3 separate regions of the Macaca mulatta genome follow, and regions 2 and 3 are each linked to region 1. Evidence: chromatin contacts called from public Hi-C data. All regions are on one chromosome and are shown on one strand. Each heading gives the region's core, a stretch centred on a gene start, on an enhancer-like site or on the middle of the called end of the contact. The rest is flanking DNA. Distances are from core to core; before and after follow the strand shown. Region 1 holds the start of LOC144340292. Region 2 holds the start of UTRN (utrophin). Region 3 holds the start of STX11 (syntaxin 11).

Region 1 (5,087 bases), core at 801-3,300:
CGACGCGGCTGTGTTACTCCAAACTATCTTATACTAGCGGCTTGTTGGAAGTTGAGTCTGGGGTTAACAAAAATGTCATTCAAATAACACTGTGGTTTGAATGCGTCCCTCACACACCTACTTTACAAGGTTGTTAAGAAATTTTTATTTATTTATTTTAGAGATGGAATCTCACCATGTTGCCCAGGCTGCAGTGCAGTGGCTATTCACAGGCACAATTTTGACACACACAGCCTTGAACTCCGAACTCAAGCGATCCTCTGGCCTCAGCCTCCCGAGTAGCTGGGACTACAGGAACGCAACACCACGCCCAGCTGAAATAAGATGATATATGTAAAGAGCTTAAAGCAATGCTTGTCACATAGTGACATGTTCTCAATCCATGTTGTTATTATCATTTCAGTGCCTTGAAATAAGCCATTTTTATGAAGTCTGTGGCCTCTGACAATTTGGCGCCATACAACGGAGATGGAGGGTGGCAGCTGGCACTCTGGTGACCCCATGTCATCACCACGTGGCTGCCCCTTGACCCTGGCAGAGTCTAAGTTCCCTTTCATCTCTCAGCATCCCAGGGCAAGGCCTGAGGAACTGCTCTTGCCTGAGCTCTTGTCGTGTACTCCGGAGGGCCGGGCCTGGCGCTTAGAAGGAGGGGTGCTATTGAGGTCAGGACATAGACGCAGGCTTCTGACAGCTTACAATGCTGTGTGGCAAAGTGTGAAAGTGGTGATTCTCCTGGTTACTATCCTGAGGCCCTCTCGCAGGGACAGTTCTATAGGAGTTGGCGGAAACTCCGTGAACCAGGGCAGCAGGCTCGTGACAGCCCTTGTTCCCAGGGATCACAGGAGTTCCAAGAAGAGGCAAGACAATTCTTACAATGTGACCCAGCAGGAGAGCCATTGGTGAGGTGTCGCACAGTGAGGTTGGTGTGTGCAGTCTCCAGGCTGATAGAAGTTCTTGATGAAGAAGTCGCTGTCTGCACCATATGAACAAGGGCGTGACCGGATAATCATGTGGCTGCCGGATCCCAGCTCAGCCACCAGGCCCCTACCACTCCACAACACAGAGCCTGGGCTCTTCGTTCTGTGGTCGATATGAGGTCCTGGGTAGCGGGGAATGCAGTGGAAGTCCTGGGAAAAGGGATAACAGGACGAACTGAAACTCATGTACACAGAAAGTAAGGAGAACACTGCAAAACAAGAAAAGGGAACAAAAATATCTCATTGCCTTGTAGGGTTGCGGGGGCAAAGAGGAGGCCACCGTACTGCATCCGAGGCGTGCAGTGGGGATGGGCCTGCAGGCACCAGGAAGGGCGACTGTGCCACGCTCCCCTGCATGTGGCGTGGCACAGGCGACACGCACATTTCTACAAAGCTTCCCTCCCGTGTGACTTGTGGCACATGCGAAGAAGAAAAGCGGCCCCTAGGGGCAGGAGTCCAGGAACTCTGCTGCTGTCCGGGCACCTCATTCCTTGAAGCCAACTCTGTTTAGAACAACACAAACTAAACGCCGCCCTGTGGGCCGCGTGCCTGCACCACCAGCCAGGGGCCTCCAGAACGCGCTCCCAGGAACCCAGAAGTTTGCTGGTGTGTGTTTGCGGCGCCCGCGCACCTCGAAACTGAAAGCGCAACTGGAGGGCCCGGAGTCTCCCCCCAGCCAAAGGCCCGCGAGCGCCGACGTCCCCGCCGAGAGCGCGCAGCTCCGCTGCAGTTGTCTTCACTGCCGCAGCGGGCCGGGGGCAACAGTGAGCTGCGGCGGCGAGAAACCGAAGTACCTGCGTGGCGGCCGCCCCAGCCCGGGATGGGAGAGCGGAGAGAGTGGCGGCGAAAACTCTCCACGTTCTGGAGGCAGGGTGCGGGCAGGAGGAGGTAGAGGACGCCTTGTAGGAAGAGCGAAAGTAACGTCGCATGCCTGTACCAGGATGGCCGAGTGGTTAAGGCGTTGGACTTAAGATCCAATGGACATATGTCCGCGTGGGTTCGAACCCCACTCCTGGTAGTTCGAGGTTTTTTTCTCTTAGATTATTTTATTATTTTAAAAATACGAATCTCACCGAACACAGCACGCATTGGACATTAGAATTCCGACTTCTGGCTGGGAGAGGCGCAACGCTCACACGCAAAGACCTGCTTCCCAAGAGACCGCGCAGGCGGCGGCCCGCGGAGCTCCGCTCACCTCCCCAACTGCAGGGCGGGAGGCGGCCGGGAGGGGGAGGGCTGTGACCTGGAGGGTATTTTTAAAACTGCCTCTGCAAAAAAGTAAAAAATGCATCTCTCTTTTTTTCTCTCTCTCTTCCTTTTTTTACCCCCGTCAATGTTAATTTTGTGCGCACAACTCTTCTTTTAACTCCTAGAAGGTGGAGACTGTATCATCCTAGATGTAAAATGCACTCCAACTTGGGTTCGGCTTAGAATTTTTAAATACAGCGTGGTCAAGTTTTTTTTTTTTTCCTTCTTCTTCCTTTAAAATTGTTTGTTTGTTTAATGAAAGCCTTCTAAGAATTTTTAAAAGTTGCAAGCACAATGCAAATAACTTTTTTTCCTCTCTTGAATCATTTAAAAGTAAAATACCGAGTGGATGCCCAAGTACTACTATTAAAATCAGGAAATTAACATTGATGATTTAATGCCGTCTAATCCTCGGTCCCCATTCGGTCACCAGTTGTCGCAAGAATGTTCTTTATAGCAAAAGGCTCCTCTTCAGAATGATGCGTTGCATTTACTTGTCCTGTCTCCTTCGACTTCTTCCGTGTGGATGAGTTCCTCAGCCTCTGCTGACTTTCATGATCTTGACACTTCTGCTGACAAGCCAGCCGGTTTGTAGAATATCCTTTGTCAGTCTAGGTTTTCTGGTGTTTCCTCCTGATGAGATCCAGGCTCTGTTTATTTAGCAGTACTTCCACAGAAGCCATGCGGTGTTCTCACGGCAGCCTCTCAGGCTGCATGATTTCAGTGTGGCCTGCTTTTCTGCCAGGCTTCTCCTCTATAAAGTTACTCTTTTCACTTTGTGATTAGCACATGTTTTAGAGGGAAGTGCCTTGAAGCTGTGTAATATCCCATGCCTTATCAAATTTTCATTTTATTCAATTATTTATGGAATTATAAGCTATGTACCTATGTACTCATGGCGCTCTATTTTAGTTAATAACCATTCATTCCTTTTGATGCTCGAAGTGTCTCAGATTGGGCCAGTGACAGCCCATTCAAGCTGACTTTTGACCTGTCTGCATTATTCTTTTTGTTTTGTTTTGTTTTTGAGATGGAGTCTCACTCTGTCGCCCAGGCTAGAGTGCATGGCGCGATCTCGGCTCACTGCAAGCTCCGCCTCCCGGGTTCACGCCATTCTCCTGCCTCAGCCTCCCGATTAGCTGGGACTACAGGTGCCCACCACCACGCCCAGCTAATATTTTGTATTTTTAATAGAGACTGGGCTGCATTATTCTTTAGCATGTCCTTACTTCCTACTCCAAGATAGTCCCGACTTACTTGTACTTTCCTGACCCAGTGCTAGAATCAGCCATTTTCCAAAGATCCTTGGTTCCTTTTAGTGGAGAACGGTGTCTAGAAACCAAGGTCTCAATGCTAGGTGTGCTCATTGCTTTTGAGGTGTTGCTACTCCCAGGCCCTCTGGGTACACAGAATTAAGGAGTGTGTGTGTGTCTGTGCATATTTATCTATTTGTTTATTTATCTATATATCTGTATAATATCTCTGTTCTATTTTTTCTCCCCGTACATGTTTGTAACTCCCTGAATTCCTACCTTCCCAATGCAGATCTATACATTGCTCAAGCTCATTTAATGGCTTTAGAATTGAATTGTTCAAAAAGGAAAGAGAAAAAGAGTGTCTACATATTTTGGAAATAAACATCCTGCCAGCAACTGAGAACAGGCTCTGAACCACTCGCTGGTAGATACTTTGGATGTGCAGATAAATAACCTGACCTTTATCTCAGTGAGCTCAGATAGCAAGAGATAGAGATTTTAATAAGCCACATTTGTAATGAAAAGATAAGAATTATGCCCAAGGTGCTAAAGGAGTGGTTTGGGAAAGCCTGACTCTTCCTCAGAGAGCCAGCTTTAGTTGAGAAGTGAAGGAGGAGAAGCAGGGATGAGGGAGGGGCAAGGGGGAGAGGGAGACAGATGCGGGTGGGGTAAGCCACCTGGGAGCCAACTGGGGGCCCTGTGAAGTGTGATGTCCAGGATGCCCTCAAGGATTTGAAACAGAAGGAACCTGACGAATGTTACATTTGGAAGTATCTGTGTCTACTGATGTAGAGAATCTTGGTCTGTCTTTATAGGCTTGGGATGAGGGACATGTTGAATTGGTAGAAAATATTTTGGGGGAAAAATTGTTTAATTCAGTTAATAACCAGTTAGACAGAGCTCAGTCTTTCTCTCTCTTCCTCCTTAAAAGCCCAGGATTTTTTCCTTGAAAAGCAGATCTGTTGTATTAGCCTTTTTATATATTTTCAAAGGTTCTTAAAACGTAGCAAATATACTGAAGTTAAATTTGAATTGTTAACTTAGTTTGAATTAAATTTAAATTGGCTTAAATTAAAGTTGAATCAGTTAAATTTGATCATTAAATTAATCATTAAATTTGTATACTGCCACTAAGCTTATAATGATTTTCTAGTAATTATTTTAACAAAAAGAACTTAAGTCAATCCTTTGAATTATAAAGTAACAGTGTGGATTTATAAACATTCTCTGTGGGTTTGAAGTAGTTGTAAGTCATTCAAAATTGTTTGATTATTTTCTATGGGGCTTTTACATAGATGGCTGTAGGAAAAGCTGTTACCAATGTATTTAAGCAGTGACACCTACTGGTTAATTTGAGGCAAATTTTTTGTTAAATTCTGTCTGCCTTATTCCAACTATAGAATTCTGATAATTTGCTCCACAGTTACTGTGTTTGGAAGCAGATTCAGGAGATATCTATGCCAGCCAGTAAATTGACTTTCTTTTTTCTCTTTTAATCATTATTGATAAACCTGCCATTGAAAATAATACTGAATCACTGATACAACTTGCAGGAGCCATTATTTTAGTTGTATCAATAGAAGGTTTATCGCACTGCATCTTCTTT
Region 2 (5,087 bases), core at 1,745-4,244, 67 kb after region 1:
TAGTGGTGCCATCTTGGCTCACTGCAACCTCCACCCCGGGGTTTAAGCAATTCCCATGCCTCAGCCTCCTGAGTAGCTGGGATTACAGGCAGGCACCACCATGCCCAGCTAATTTTTGTATTTTTAGAGAGACAGAGTTTCTCCATGTTGGCCAGGCTGATCTTGAACTCCCGACCTCAGATGATCCACCTGCCTCGACCTCCCAAAGTGCTGGGATCACAGGCGTGAGCCACTGCACCCAGTCAACAAGAATTTCTTTAGCCTCTTTTGCTCATTATCTACAAAGAGCATCAGTCTCTGCCTGGAGAGAAGGAAGGGCTAGAAACAGGGCACAGGTCCCCAGGTAAAACTGGCTGTAAGCCACCATGGCTGATATGCCGGGCAGGTCACTCCTGCACAGAAGGTGGCTGTTGGCCTCATGTTCCATCTCTTACAGGAGTTGAGGAAGCTCGACTAAACATCTCCTCAGAGCTTACAATACCAGAAATCATAGGACCCTAAACGTGTTTCTCAAAATTTTTGAGCTAAAATGATGTATTAAAGTACTTTGTAAATTGTGAAGTGCGTCACAAATTTTAAGTGACAACACCCTCAAACACTTCAGTGTGCCCTTATTATCTATTTTGAAGGAGAAAGTCTGAGTTTCATCAACTCAACCAGGATACAGTGAGTGAGAAGCAACTTTTGGTGTCTGCAAAATGATCAGTTAAAAAAACCTGGGGGCCTGGCGGTGGCTCACGCCTGTAATCCCAGCACTTTGGAAGGCCGAGGCGGGCGGATCACGAGGTCTGGAGATTGAGACCATCCTGGCTAACATGGCGAAATCCCGTCTCTACTAAAAATACAAAAAATTAGACGGGCGTGGTGGTGGGCGCCTGTAGTCCCAGCTACTAGAGAGGCTGAGGCAGGAGAATGGCGTGAACCCGGGAGGCGGAGCTTGCAGTGGGCGAGATCGCGCTACTGCACTGCAGCTTGGTCAACAGAGAGAGACTCTGTCAAAAAATTAAAAACAAACAAACAAACAAAAAACAAATCCTGGCGTCCCTCTATGTGACCATACTCAGCTAGCACTTGATCTGTTCTTTTCTTATGCCATTTATCTCCCGGATCTTGTATATATTTACTTCTTTACATGCCTTATCTCACCTACTACATTCCAAGTTCTTTAAGGGTAAGATCACTATCAGATTTATCTTTGCATTATCCATAGAACCAGCAGACCTGACAGCCATAAACTGATGCTTGTTAAATGAATGAATGAAGTGAATGAGTAAAATCATACCCATTTCAAGTTAATCCTTCGGATTTCATTTGGCTTATACGTAGAAAGTCATCAAAAGGAAGGAAGCTGTCCTAGAAACCTTATAAGGAAGAGTCTCTTTTGGGAATCTCCTACCTGCCCCCTCCCTGGAGCACTTAGGGATGGATGGGGGAACCTTTCACTAAAACAAAAGACGAGTAAACTCTTTCTGAAAATTCCTTTAAGGCCCCTAGTGGTTTAATCTTTACTGTCGTGTAAATTAACTCAAATATTAAGCCAGCAATAAGCCGACGCTCGAGTATCAACCATGCTTTTCTCTGTTAATACGAACTAGGAACTCAAGTTGTTGTTTTCTTTCCCCTCCCACGTGTGCTGATCGTGTAAAACAATCACAGGAACACACGAGCAATGAAATGTGTAAATAAGAAAAATGCACACACATCACGAGCTCATTTCTTCCCAGATAGTTTTTGGTCAATCTCTCAAGCTTCCCCATGTGCGTTTGTGTGTGCATATTGGAAAACAGAAAAATAAGGTCAGCACAAACACTACTTGTAATACAAACTAATGTAAGAGAAAACTTCTTTTTTAATATTAAAAACGACACTAGAGAAATAATGTAAAATAAATGTACGGTTGGAACTAGGGTTAAAAAAATCAGCAACGTCAGCAAACTGAGATGGGGTGAGTTGGAAGGCAGACTGGAATTTATCTCTTAAAAAAAAAATCGCCCTAACTAGAGACCTGTTTTGCCTAGGGGGACGTGACTCACATTTTCAGATAATCTGAATAAGGGGAATTGTGTCTGCTCGAGGCATCCATTCGGGCTTAGGTCTCCGGACTCCCGGCTCCCGGCACGCACGGTTCACACTGGAGCGCGCGCCCCAGGCCAGCCAAGCGCCGAGCCCGGCTGCTGCGGGCTGGGAGGGTGCGCAGGGCCTGCGCTGATTGACGGGGCGCGCGGTCAGGTGACTTGGGGCGCCAAGTTCCCGACACGGTGACCGCGGTCACTGCCGAGGCCCGGCGGACGCTGACCCTGGAGCGTAGTGGGGCTGATCTCCTGGAACAAAGTTGCTGGGCCGGCGGCGGCCGGGCGAGAGAGCCAAAGGGGAGCCGGAGCGCTGCAAAGGCGCGGGCCGGAGGGCTGGCGCTGATCTGCTCCCTTCTCCTGGGGAGAGCGGACCCCCGGCTGCCCGGAGGCGAGCCTGTTCCCGGGGAGTTGGGGCGGCAACGAGCGATCCAGCGGTCCTGCGCCCCACCCTCCCTCCTCCTCCGCCTGCGCTGGGCTGCAACAAAGGGGCAGGCCCGCAGCGGGGAGGAGGAGGAGGAGGAGCCGGAGGAGCGAGGCGCTCTCGCGCACAAAGTTGTGGAGTCGTTTTTCCTCGGAGGAGGGAAGCGGGCAGCAGCAGCCGGCCGCGGGCTTTCTCCCGCCGAGGGGCGAGGAGGAGCCTCTGGCTCCAGAAGCCGATTGGGGGATCACGGGGAGCGGCGCCCCCCTTCTTTTGGGTCATTTCTGCAGACGGAAAACTCTGTGGCGTTTGGCAAACTTGGTGCCTGCGCGCCCGTTCCAGGTTTGCGCTTTGACTGTTTTGTTTTTGGCGGAACTACCAGGCAGGAAGATTGCACAAGTAAGGGGCGTTTTCAGTCGGGTGTCAATTTCTTTTTCTTTCTTTCTTTCTTTTTTTTTTTCTTTAATTTCGGATCTTGTCTGCTTCTCCAAGTTTTATTTTTTAAAAAAATACATCGCACCACTAAACTCACACTCGCACACACCCCCGCGATTACTCCGTCTCAAACTCCTAGAGGAGCCCTTGGCCAGCTCGGGGTGCGGCGGTGGCGGCCGGCAGGCGAGGCGGCCCGCGGGCACCAGGTAAGCCCATGCATTATTGAAGCCTAGGGCTGGTAATGTGACTACAGCCCCCGAGGGAATGGGGCGGGGACCGGGAGGAGGATGGCTTTCTGCGGTTCTTCCGCGTGGGATCGGCGTCCCGAGCTCCTTCCCAAGTCCCAGAGTCGAAGATGGGAGTAACTTTTGCGTGCCCTTTCCTCGGGGCCTCAGTTTAGCTTCCCGCGGTGCGAGAGAGAATGCCGGAGGCGTGGAGAGCTGGGGATCCGTACTAGTTGTGAACGATTCAAACTTCTCTGACCGGCTCTGTACTGCCTCCCTGCTCCCCAATCCTCCTCCCCGCCGGGGTGACAGGGTCGCCCTCCGTGCATCGCGTGGTGCAGGGCGCTGGGCCAGTGATTTGCAAGAGGGGACGTGGCCTCCTAGGAGAGTCTGTCACAGACACCCGGGCCCGGGGAAGGCGGGGCCCCGGCGGTGTCCACAGGAGAGGGTGGGCAGAGGGTGACTGTGTGGTCGGCGGCCAGCAAAGCGCTTCCCAGCTAGCCGCCCGGCGGGGAGCATGCTTGACCTCTGGGTGGTTGCTGCTCCCAAGGGTGGGACTCCGGAGAGTGTGGCGCGATCGCCAAGCTCCCTGCCAGCGGCCGTGGAGAGGCTGAGGGGACAGGAGGAGGGGGGCGCCCCATTGGTGTGTAGTCCGGCGCAGTCGCCGGCTGTCCTTTTCCGGACTCTGGGGATCTCTTGCTGCAACTGACAAGGTAATCCATGCCCCTCTTCGGCCCGGGGTCCGAGGTTCTGGTTGCTCAAGGCCACTTAAAAACCAACAAAGCACCAGCTGAAGGCTGTGCAACTTTTAGATCGCAGGTTGTTCAAGGGGATTTTTTTTTCTCCAAGCCTCAGATTACGAAAGGGACTCATTCCAGTGCGTTTTTCAAGGAGGAGGGAGAAAACGTTGCCCGACCTCCCAGAGAGCCGTGGGACCAGCACTTTGTTTTACAATGAACTGCAGAGCCCGGGTTCTAACTCCACGACCCCGCTCTCTGAGGTGTCCAGGACAGGGCCTCCTCTTTCCCAGCCTTCAGATCACCTGGATCACCAGGGCCTTGCGGGCCAGTTCCCCATGCCGCGGTTGGGAGGGTCAGTGCAGCGGTCGCGGCGGCCAGAGCGCACGGAGCGCTGGGGAGGCCGGATTCCCTAGGTCTGATCCGGAGCTCCCGGCCTCCCTCCCGGGCGGCAGCGACAGCATCCATTCCTTTGTAAATTGCACCGGCCTCAGGAAGTCGATCTGGGTCCTCCCGGTTCGTTGGCTGTGGGCATGGGAAGACGCAGCCTGCAGATAGCTCAGGGTCAGGGGAGAGCTGGAGGAATGCAAAGCTTGTGGGTACTTCTGCGGTGACGGCCAGGGTTAACGTGGAACCATTCCCCGCCCCTTTTATCAGCCTTTATGGGACCGATGAGACAACACTTTAACTCTCCTTTGGGTGTTTACCTAAAATTTATTGGCCCTGTAAACAGTATTAATCACAGTAGTATTAACCTTCCCTGGAGCGCCTTTTTTTTTTTTTTTGTAAATGGTAGTTCTTGGCACTCACGGTTTTCTTTTACTGTGTTTCAAGCAGAGCAGGAAACTCTTGTGCGCTTGGCTTCCTATTCTACTGTCTTGAGCATTCCTAGGTTTTGGTTCCTAGAGTAAATTAATGAATAGTGTTTCAATTTACACAGCATTTCCATCAAAATGCACACTGTTGGATATATATGTGCTATATACGTAAAATATAGTACAAAATAAAAATTATATACATATATTCACTGTGTAATTCCTAAATCTTAAAAAATTAAAACATTAGTTTTGTCTTTAAGGCCATCACCTTATGTTTATTTTTTAAACACCTTATGTTTATTTCATACATTCTTGCCTTGTGGTCTATATGACAGCCGGAAGCATTCTGAAGGGAGAGTTAGTGAATATCGATTTGACTGGAT
Region 3 (5,087 bases), core at 1,772-4,271, 66 kb before region 1:
CATGGATTCAAAGGTTAATCTCAGCTGAGCATGGTAACTGATGCCTGTTAACCCAGCACTTTGGGAGGCCAAGGTGGCAGGATCACTTGACCTAAGGAGTTGGAGACCAGCCTGGGCTAAAAATAAAAAATTTGCCAAGTGTGGTGGTGCATGCCTGTAGTCCCAGCTACTCAGGGGGCTGAGGCAGGAGGATCACTTGAGCAGGGGAGGTCAAGGCTGCAGGGAACCATGATCATGCCACTGCACTGCAGCCTGGGCAACAGAGTGAGACACTATCTCAAAAAAAAAAAAAAAAAACCAAAAAACAAATAAAAATAAAAATGTCATCAGCAAGCACCCTCACAGACACACCCAGGATAACGTTTTACCAAATATCTGGGCACCCCATGGTCCAATAAATTTGACACATCAGATTAACCATCACAGCTTTCTAACTCGCTGGCCTCTTTTCATCTTTGTCCTTTAATCTATCCTCAGCAAAACGGTAGATTAAAAAAACAACCAGCCACATCATTTAGCTTCTCTGTTAAACATTCTTCAGTCTTCCTATCTCAATCAATGTAAAATTTAAAGACTATCATGACTACCAATGCCCTACATGCTCTATTCCCCACTCTTAGTCCCACCACCATAACTCTTCCTGGACTCTGTTTTGCCCATGCTGATATTTCTCCCAGAAGCCAAGCATGCTCCTGCCTCAGGGCGTTTACATCCACTGATTCCTAGGCTTGAAATGATCTTAATCCCAATAGCTGCATTGTTTCCTCCCTCAATGATTCTCCTATCACAGAGGGCTTTGCAATATACCTATTTTTAAAAATATAACATACCTCATCCCTCTTATTTCACTTTCTTTTAAAATAAACTATTTTTTAGAACAGTTTTAGAGTTACAGAACAATTGCAAATGTAGTACAGAATTGCCATAGATTCCATTTCAGATTTCCCTATGATTACCATCTTACATTACATTCCTCACAACTAATTAATCAACCTTGATTCTTATTACTAATGAAAGTCCACACTTTATTTAGATTTCCTTAGTTTTTCCCCAAGTCCTTTTTCTGTCCCAGGATCCTATCCAGGATACCACATTACATTTCGTTTCACATCTCCTGAGTTTCTTCTAGGCTGCAGCAGTTTTTCAGACTTTCTTTATTTTAATTTTTTTGTAGAGACAGCATCTCATTATGTTGGCCAGGCCAGGTCTCGAACTCCTGGCCTCAAGCAATCCTCTGGCTTCAGCCTCTCAAAGTGTTGGGATTACAGGCGACAGCCACAACGTCTGGACTGTACTTTCCTTACTTTTGATAACCTGACAACTTTGAGGAATATTGGTCCAGTATTTTGTAAGATGTCCCGCTGTTGGAAGTTGTTTGATATTTTTCTCATTATGATACTGAGGTTATGGTTTTTGGGGAGGGAGACCACACAGGTAATATGCCATATTCATCACATCATGTTGACTACACGCCATCAATATGAGTCATGATTGTTGACGTTGACTTAGAACATCTGGTTGGGGTAGTGTCTGTTGGCTTTCTCCATTGTAAAGCTACTCTTTTCCCCTTTCCACATTGTACTATTTTGGAGGAAGTCACTGTGCACAGCCTAGGGTAGATGATCTACATAAATTATTTGGAATTATTCTGTATAGGAGATTTGTCTCCTCTCTGCCATTTATTCATTTATTTATTTATTTATATCAGTGTAGACTCATGGATATTTTTTACTTTGGTTTGTAATCCAGTACTACTTTGTTCAGTTTACTTCGTTGCTCAGTGGTTCCATCTTTGGCAACTGGGAGCTCTTTCAGGTGGTTCCTGTGTTTAAACATTCTCCCATCAAGACAGGATTCGTTTATTTTTATTTTTTATTTTTTTTCTTCTCATTCAATTGAGGCAGCGTCTCATTCTGTCGCCCAGGCTGGAGTGCAGTGGCGCGATCTCGGCTCACTGCATCCTTGGCCTCCCGGCCTCAAGTGATCCTCCCACCTTAGCCTCCCGCGTAGCTGGGCTCACAGCGCGTGCCACCACGCCCAGTTAATTTTTTTTTATTTTTTGTAGAGATAGGCTTTCACCATATTGCTCTGGCTGGTCTCAAATTTCTGGGCTCAAGAGATCCGCCCCCTTCGGCCTCCCAAAGTGTTAGGATTACGGGCATGAGCTACCGCGCCCGGCCCGATTTTTCCTTTCTTGAGTATCACTTCCTTACTTTTCAGCCTCAGCCTTGTTTTTCAAGGTGCTTTACCATCACCTGACACAATCCACACTTTATGTTTATCTCTCCCCGTTAAAGTGCCGGGACCTGGAGGGAGGGTCTTGGCAGTGTTTTTGAGCGCGGTGTTATCCTGGGAATACAAGGGGCCGCTCAGTTGATATCCAGGGAATGATGAGCCTGGCGGGTGTTGAGGCCGACTGGAGATGGGTTGGCCGGCCGGGTTCTGGGAAGGCTGTGCTCGGCCTCTGTGTGACCGCAGGCTCCTCGCCCGCCTCCTCGAGGGTCCCGCGGATGCAGGACCTGCTGCAGCCTCCGCAGCCACACCCACGCTCAGAGACCGCTTCCAGCGTCCTTGCCGCAGAAACGCACCGGACTGCAAATGTCACCGGCGCAGCGGGGATTCCCGGGGAAAGTCCATCGCACTCCCTGACCTGGGGACCAGAGGATGAGCGGAGGAAGTGTCTTGGGCGGCTAACATCCCACTCCCTGCGCCGGTCTGCGCCGCCCCCGGGAACGCCCCGGGGCTCGCGGGAGGGGCTGGAGCGAGTCCCCGGCTCCGGGCGGTCCCGAGCGCACGGACTCCGGGTGGGGCGGGAACCCGTGCTCTGTGAGCCGGCTGCTGCCGCGCCCCGGCGCTGTCATCCCGGGGCGGGGCCTGGTCCCCAGCTGTGGTAGCTTCCTAAGCGGCGGGGGCTGAGCCGGCGGCGCCCAGATGCGGCCGCGGCGGCGCGGAGCTCGGGCGGCTGTGGAGGAGCCCAGCCTCGGCCGCAGGAGGCGCCGGGAGCAGAGCCGCCGGGAGTCGCGCAACAGGTTTCCTTCCCCATCGCGGCGCCCACAGGGGACGCGCGCCCTGCGGGGAGAGAGGCTTCTCAGTTCGCGCTCTCGTTCCGGGTCCAGGTTTGTTTTTCTCTCCCTGAGCCCCCATTTCTCTTTCTGACCCCCCATTTCTCTTCCTGACCCCCCATTTCTCTTCCTGACTATTCCCCGTGCGCTGAGAGATCCGGGAGGCGGGCGGGGGCACTGTCTGGGCTCGGGACCCGCGGCTGCGCCTTAGTTGGGATTTTGGATCTGGCGCAGGTCCTCACGCCGCCTCTGGGCACCTTCGGAAACACAGGATTGGGTTCCTCATATAAAGCGGAATGATTTTTTAAAATTACTTTTAATTTCAGAGGCTGAGGGATTTAGGATTTAGTGCTTCACAGGAATTATTTTAGGGATACCTGTCGGTAGGCTGCCTTTTTAAAGTGTCCACCTAAGACTATTTTATTTTAAATCGAAAGACTGAAGTGTTTTTGTGTTATCACCTCTTCACTTCCTATTAGGGTGACTGTGTCAAAAACACCAGAATGGGTACTTCTTGACTTGAACTTGGCAGTGTCACTCAGTAGCCAAGAAAGACGGAGAAATTGATAGAGCCTTGGAGCAGTCCCTTCGCAGCCCACGTAAGACTTTGTTTTAGAAAAATGGAGAGAAGTAGTGGCAATGCCTGCGAGAACCACGCCGTCCTGAGAGGGAATTCTGCCTTTTTCTAGACTCCGCTGACACCAGCTGAGATCTGTATTACTTCCTGTGGTTCTCACGCGCTTGTTTCAGCCGTTTCTCAGCAAAGGGAGGAGCTGTTATTTACAGGTATCCAAAAATGAGTCACAGGGCTGCTCTCTTAATTGTGAGACTTTGTTAATGAACTTTTGAAAAGCGAGGCTTGCTCTGTCTGTATTTAAAATGAGACTGTAGATGTGAAATGCCTGCCCTGCTGACCTGGGGCAGTGGTATGGGAAGTGACGATTGAGTTTTCAGTTTCCTAAGGCGCCTGATGTTACAACATGCCAGTAAAGGTCACTGGGTTGATTTAAGATAACCACTAAAATCATGTGCTTTGCCTCAGAAGCCCAGGAGAAAATTAATTTCATTATTCAATGACCATTTTGCTACCATTTTCACTGAATAGTAGAAATGTATCATTTAATGTGGTGATTGTAACTCTCTAAAATCAAAATATTTCAGACAGTGTGTGTTTACTAAATTGATGCCAAAACCACATGGTGCTTTTTGAAGCGGGTGGGTCCCAGCGGGAGCAGAGAAATTTAAAAGTTGAAGCTGACAGGCCCCACTGTGGTGGGTAGCAGCACCTAGGAAGGGACTGCACACTATCTCAACACGGTAGAGAAGGGAGCACCATCTCTACTGGAGCTGAGTTGAGCTGAATTCAGTCCCAAACAACAGTTAACAGGTACTTTCTCTGTGCCAGCCTCTTCCCTGAACCTTGCTTGTACAACCATGAATAATAGGATCCTGCTGACAAGGTGCTAGGGTAAATCTATACCCAGAGTGAAGTTTCTGTCCCAATATAACTCAATCTGCTGGGTTCCAGTGTATTTAAAGAGTAAACTCAGCAGATTACCATCCCTAGATCATTGCAGTCACCTTTAGTTAGCAGCGTGACTTTTAGGAAATGGTATGACTAATTAATAGGTTGTTTTGTTTTGTTTTTTGAGACAGAGTCTTACTCTCTTGCCCCACACGGGAGTGTAGTGGTGCAATCTTGGCTCACTGCAACCTCCTCCTCCTGCGTTCAAGCAATTCTCGTGTTTCAGCCTTCCAAGTAGCTGGGACTACAGGCACCCACAACACCCAGCTGACTTTTGTATTTGTAGTAGGGACAAGTTTGGCCCTGTTGACCAGGCTGGTCTCGAACTACTGACCTCAGGTGATCTGCTTGCCTTGGCCTCCCAAAGTGCTGGTATTGCAGATGTGAGCCACCATGCCCTGCCTAATACTTTATAAATTTGTAACACTATATTGAAGCAAGTTTTTGATCATTGTTTTTGTAGTTCAAATCAATGTTTTTTAGCACATTATAGCCTTGTG

Evidence for each region. A called contact is a pair of places that touch in the nucleus more often than the background predicts.
Region 2: a Hi-C map of liver shows a contact between it and region 1, with 3 times the contacts expected there. The contact joins the promoter of UTRN here to the promoter of LOC144340292 in region 1. A contact is called at or near these places in 3 of 14 Hi-C or Micro-C datasets (fetal cortex germinal zone, fibroblasts and liver).
Region 3: a contact with region 1 is called in a Hi-C map of liver, with 2.3 times the contacts expected there. The contact joins the promoter of STX11 here to the promoter of LOC144340292 in region 1. A contact is called at or near these places in 3 of 14 Hi-C or Micro-C datasets (CD4 T cells, cortical neurons and liver).

Annotation. Positions count from the first base shown.
Region 1 is chr4:49,476,647-49,481,733 of T2T-MMU8v2.0, forward strand. LOC144340292 reads right to left here and starts at 2,051. Exons shown (of 3, transcript XR_013416231.1): 1 at 1,609-2,051; 2 at 176-1,127. TRNAL-UAA (transfer RNA leucine (anticodon UAA)) reads left to right here and starts at 1,913; the gene lies at 1,913-1,995.
Region 2 is chr4:49,542,443-49,547,529 of T2T-MMU8v2.0, forward strand. It overlaps UTRN (utrophin), which reads left to right and starts at 2,995. Exons shown (of 75, transcript XM_077999492.1): 1 at 2,995-3,131.
Region 3 is chr4:49,409,349-49,414,435 of T2T-MMU8v2.0, forward strand. It overlaps STX11 (syntaxin 11), which reads left to right and starts at 3,022. Exons shown (of 2, transcript NM_001260831.1): 1 at 3,022-3,116.